Regions from separate parts of the Mus musculus genome. Here region 1 is linked to region 2. Evidence: chromatin contacts called from public promoter capture Hi-C data. All regions are on one chromosome and are shown on one strand. Each heading gives the region's core, a stretch centred on a gene start, on an enhancer-like site or on the middle of the called end of the contact. The rest is flanking DNA. Distances are from core to core; before and after follow the strand shown.

Evidence for each region. Promoter capture Hi-C pulls out the DNA fragments that hold promoters and counts their contacts.
Region 1: a promoter capture Hi-C map of pre-B cells shows a contact between it and region 2. The contact joins the promoter of Cr1l here to the promoter of Cenpf in region 2. A contact is called at or near these places in 1 of 39 promoter capture datasets (pre-B cells) and 1 of 484 Hi-C or Micro-C datasets (LSK cells).

Annotation. Positions count from the first base shown.
Region 1 is chr1:195,130,319-195,133,018 of GRCm38.p6, forward strand. Cr1l (complement component (3b/4b) receptor 1-like) reads right to left here and starts at 1,252. Exons shown (of 10, transcript NM_013499.2): 1 at 870-1,252. The coding sequence starts at 987. Gm32313 (a long non-coding RNA gene) reads left to right here and starts at 1,126. Exons shown (of 3, transcript XR_865921.3): 1 at 1,126-2,640.
Region 2 is chr1:189,686,693-189,689,433 of GRCm38.p6, forward strand. It overlaps Cenpf (centromere protein F), which reads right to left and starts at 1,394. Exons shown (of 18, transcript NM_001081363.2): 1 at 1,284-1,394.

The DNA.
Region 1 (2,700 bases), core at 2-2,501, 5.4 Mb after region 2:
TGTTGGAAAAAAATCATTTTCATTTAACTTTGGAAATACAATAAAAAACAAACAATGCAAAAGACTTCAAGGAAGTCTTTCTCTTAGAAAGTTCTGATTAAGGAGAAAGGAAAGGGAAATTAGAACTTTCATGGTGGGTAAAATGGGCACTCTATTTTGTTCTTAACCATCAGTAAAATTTAATATGTAAATTCTACAGTCTTTTCTACTTGCAAATATTTCATTGCACCTTGAGGCTTGCTAGCTTTTCAAATCTTACCTTGGAGTGGGAGTGGAAGGACCTTCCTTAAAGTGGAAGCTCAAGGGAGTTAATGAGGATTTGGGGTGGGAGATAAAGTACACAGTCTCACTGTGTGAAAACTGTATCCCTGGGCCTGTTTGTCTAGGCCTTCGGAGAAAGTGCATAGGGAATGTCTCAAGATAGAAATAAATTAAGGAGCTGAAATTGGGTTAGATATTTGATGGCACCTATTAAATACCAATACCACGAAAGACATCAATATCTCCATTTCACAGATAAGGAAACACAAAAATATTAACTTTCCTCATAACCAAATTCTAGGATTAGAAATTGCATCTCTCAATATTCCTGCAACCCCCTGCTCCCCACACCGTTTCTCTCACTACATTCAGCACAGAAAAGCACAGCGTACAGCTAATAAAGACAAGCAGCTGGGAGACCACGCGTTCCTGCCGGCTGCGTACGACCCAAGATCTGGGTAGAGGGCGCCCCACGCTCACCCATGGGAAAGGGGCGCTGAGCACTCACAGGCAGCCCAGACCAGCGTTGGAGTCTGCGCAGAGCCTATTTACCGCGGGTTCCCGGTGAACCGTGTGTCCGTGCTTCCCCAGGCCTCCCCGCAGCTCACCCAAAGTAAATGGCAGCAAGAACAGCAGCAAAACTTCTAGCTTGACTCCTCCCCGGCCGAAGGCTACAAGGAGCCACACCGGATCCAGAGGCTCTGAACTCCGAGAAGAGACCTCCATTCCCCTCACACCGTTCTCAAACAACGTTTTACGGCAAATGGTGTAGAAAGCAGTCCCACCCAGAAATGGCGCTGGGTTCCGGAATAAAACTTCCTCTAGCTGGGCTAGGCGCGGTCTTGTTTACTCCAAGCCCCTGGGATTTCTGTGGAATTACCCTTGGGAGATTGATTCAGCAATGCAGAAACTGGTTCAATACCTAGTAGGTCAGCTCCAGGAAGTTTTCCACTTGCAGGAACCTTCGACTCCAAAGAAAACAAGGCATTATGGGAACTCGGTTTGCATATAGCCCGGCCTTACTCCTTTTAAAAATCTGCAAGGGTGGAGCCTAACCCTAATCTGCAACAGTGAGCTGACAGTTGCATACCCTGTCTAGTATACAGTAAGAACCTATTTCCTTATGATGAATTCGGATGTAACGTGCCGCTGGAAACAAAAAATGAAAGGTAAAAACCATAGCTCTCATCTTAAAAGGATTAGGAGTTTATTCTGAAGCCATTTTGAGTGATCATGACCCTGGAACAATGATATGGTCACCCCAAATTTCATGGAAGCAGTTTCATAAAGTTTTTGTGGTTTTACAGAGCAGAGAAAGTCACAAATTAAGGCAAGTTTAAAATATATTGTTGGGTACATACAAGAAGCAGGTAGTGGAAGCTTTTCTATAGGCTCAGGATGACTCTAATGGCACTCGGCTTTTGTATTGGTAGAAGCTAGTTGCCTGATAAGTCAGTAGATTCTAAAAGGTTGTTTGTGGTTTTGTTTGTTTGTTTGTTTGTTTGTTTTGTATCTATTGTATCATGATGTTAGTTCTGACTTAGCCCAAGATAAGGTAATTATTGGTCTCTGGACCAGCAAAATTGCAATCTCTCCAGAGTACTGAAATTCTAATCAGCCAATAGTCTTTGCAGAAACAGTTAACTTTCAGGAATTTCCTTTCACAGTCAGACGCAGTTTCTTTCCGGAAGTTTTTGTTCACAACCATGTCAGTGCTATTCAGCCTAGACCAGGATAGTGCAGTAATGAATCAGGGAGCGAAGCCAGGCCTTGCCATCATCCAAGTGAGATTTGATGGCAGATGAACAATTAATAAGTTTTCAGAAATGGAATAAACAGGATTTGCACTGAATTTTAATTCCTTTCTTAATACTAATGAGAGAGAGAGAGAGAGAGAGAGAGAGAGAGAGCCCTACTCAGAGATTGGTGGTAGTGCTTCTAGAAATAACAAATATAAAGAGCCAAGTTTGGGGAATAGAATTAAGAACTCAAATATTCCAAGAGAGAAATAGGACATGCGAACAAACATGTCCACATTCTGTTTTCAGAACCTGTGATAGGTACTTTATACGGCAGGAAAAGAAATGGCTAATTAAATTAAATCAAGAACATTTAAGTGGGGAGGTAATCCTGTCTGCCAAAGTGGGCTTAATAACCCTAAGGAACCTTACAGGAACATAGTCCTAAATCAGAGAGGAAGAACAATGAGGGCAGAGATCAAAGTTGCTGCCTCCAGAGAGCAAATGATAGCAGCCTCTAAAATGTGGAACAAATAAGCAGATTCTTCCCCGAAGCTTTCATATGGAACCAGTCCTGCTAGCACTTTGGATTTAGAATTTAAGTTATTCTCGAAAAAGTATGGAAGAAGTTATATTGCAGGTAAGTATACTTTCTTGCACCATATGCTATCAGAATACACTGCTATCCCCACATTGTTTG
Region 2 (2,741 bases), core at 144-2,643:
TGGTCTACAGAGTGAGTTCCAGGCCAGACAGGGCTACACAGCCAACAAGTCAAAAAACAAAACAAAATAAAAGCAACAAAACATCTAGAGAGGCAATATAAGCAAGGGAATCCAGCAGGTTTATTTTCTAATTCAAAACCTACAAACAGCTATATTCATGTTTGTAGTCACACACTTTGTTGAGAGCAAGAAGATATTTACAAATGTAGTTAAGATAACTAAAGTTATATTTTATTATGCTGAGGATTAGTATACAGTATTTACACTTTAAATTTCTAATTACAGTCTTAACCCTATCTTCCCAGGGCTGCTCACCTGGGTGACATATTTTAGCTTGTCAGGTTCAGTTTTTTTTTTCCTTTTTATTATTATTATTTATTCATTCTACATCCTAATGGTAGCCTCCCCTTCTGCCTGTGATCCCAGTCCCATCCTCACAAACACCTTCCCTTCTCAGAGAGGGGAGGAGACCCCCTTGGATACCACCTGATCCTGGGACATCAAATTGAAGCAAGACTACACACAACCTTTCCCATTAAGGCCTTACAAGCCAACAGAAGTTTTTGATTTGAGGCTCCTGAGGGCAGATTATGGTGGTGTCTTCTCATATGTGCAGCGCAGAGCATTGTCTTAGTCTCCAATTATATACTGTTCACTGGGGATCATGGGGTTTTAGGATTGTTATTTGGAGTGAGTGATGTCAGAGTTTTGGTTATTAGTCTTGGGTGTTTAAAAGGCATTTTTTTTTACTATGTTCATTACACACTTATATACATTTTCTACCTCTCCTACACTTATATATAAATACATCACACCGATCGCCTAATTGCCATTAGGTGTTGACTGGGTACGGAACAACCTGTCAGCCACCTAAATCGGGTCACTAGAGCAAAAGTTGTAAAATCCGTAAATGTAAAAAATTAAGATTAAAGAGGCAGGGTCTGAGAAGAAGACTTTGAAAGATGAAGCAAAATCTCTGTGGTGACGGTGTAAAAGAACTTCCACCGAAAGTATGTCTTTAAAATGCGGAGGGCTCCGTTCATGGGCCCACCGCCCGCCTCAGGCCCTAAAGAGGGTCTGGCAGGTTTCTGCTGTTGTCCTCCGTCAGGATCCCCTGCCTCTCTGCCAGTGCTAGCTAGTTCTGGCTGCTGAGCACACAGCACAGCCTGGCACCCTGGCGACCCTAAGCCGCCAAGTGAGAAAGAAGCTTCTAGAAACCATGCGGGCCTCCGATGGGGGGCCGCGGGCGGAGGACGGGGGCCCCGAGGGGGGACGCTGCTCACCTGAGCTCCTCACAGAACCTGGCTCCGGGCTCTGCGAGCCCCGAGTTCCTCACCGCCGAGCTCCTCACACAGCGCACCGTTCCTCCCCGACCAGCACGAGCGATTCAAACTGCCCGCCGCCGCCGCCCCTCTTCCCTCCCGCTCACTTCCGGTCCCGCCCAGCTAGCCTCCACGCCCATTGGCCATGGCGAGAGGCTTTCGACCAGTCCTCACCCGGCTTCTCGGTGAGCCGCCTCTGATTGGCCCTTTTGGACGACTGTTTAAAAACAAGCAGAGCCGGCGGCGGAGCCTGCGCAGACGTCGGATGCACTGGCGTTGCCTAGAGACGGGCTCCGCACGCTGGGAGGAGCGGACTGCGGGTCTGAATGAGGGTTAAACCCTGAGCGGCTGGGCGGGCTTGAGGAGCAGGGTAAGGTGAGGTCTGTGCTGCGGGGAGGCCGCTCGCTCTAACCGTAGGACAAGCGTAAGGTGTTAGCTCTGAGGGGATTATTATTATAAAAGTTAGCTGCGAAGTTGATTATTACTTTAAAAGTTGGCGCGCACCTGCCATAGCAGCCCTGCGGAGGGCGTTTGGAGGACAGCCTGGCTATAGACAAGAGTCCTTGTCTCGAAAAGAAAAGAAGAGGGGAGGGGAGGCGGGGGGTGGGGGGGCGGATAACAGAGGCACAGTATAACAAATAATCTGAACTTGAATCTAGACATGCATGCAAAACTCAACTGCTGACCTCTCTGTCATCTCCATATTTTCAAAATCTGGATATGCGATTCGCATGGGTTGTGGTGGCTCACGCCGACAGGATTTACTGAATATGAGATCCGAGGGGAACACTTCATCAGATTCAAATATTCACAAGGCTCTTCTAAACTGAGTATACTGCTTCCACTTTCCTAATAGCACCTAAATGCCTAAATATTTTTCTTTAAAAGTAAATATCCATAGGAGGTATGGGATGTGATGCAAACGGAGGGTGGATAGGGGCGGGGGTATGGAATATGGAGTGTGGAAAATAAATTTAAAATAAAATAATTTTAAAAAAAGAAGTAAATATCCTTGGAATTGTAGAGGTGGCTCAGCAGTTGCTGCTCTTGCAGAAGACCTGGGTACAGTTCCTAACATCCACATAGTAGGTCACAACTATCTATAAATCCAGCTCAGGGAATCTGATTCCCTTTTCTGGGCCCACAGGCAACAGGTATGTAACGACATACGTGCTGGCAAAACATGCATGCACATAAAATTAAAACATAAAAATGCTCTCAGTTCCTCTTTCCTCTCCAGTGATCCCTCTCATTGTCTCTCTGCTCACATCCCATTTCTTTTTAGGGTCACTTAGTGCCCAGGGCTTATCCCAGCACCCAGTTTCCCCAGGAAGGCAGCTAAGAGTTACAGAGTCAGATGGAGACCAAAGCTGCTTTATCTTTGGCAGTTCTCTTTGCTATTCTGTAGCCAAAGACTAC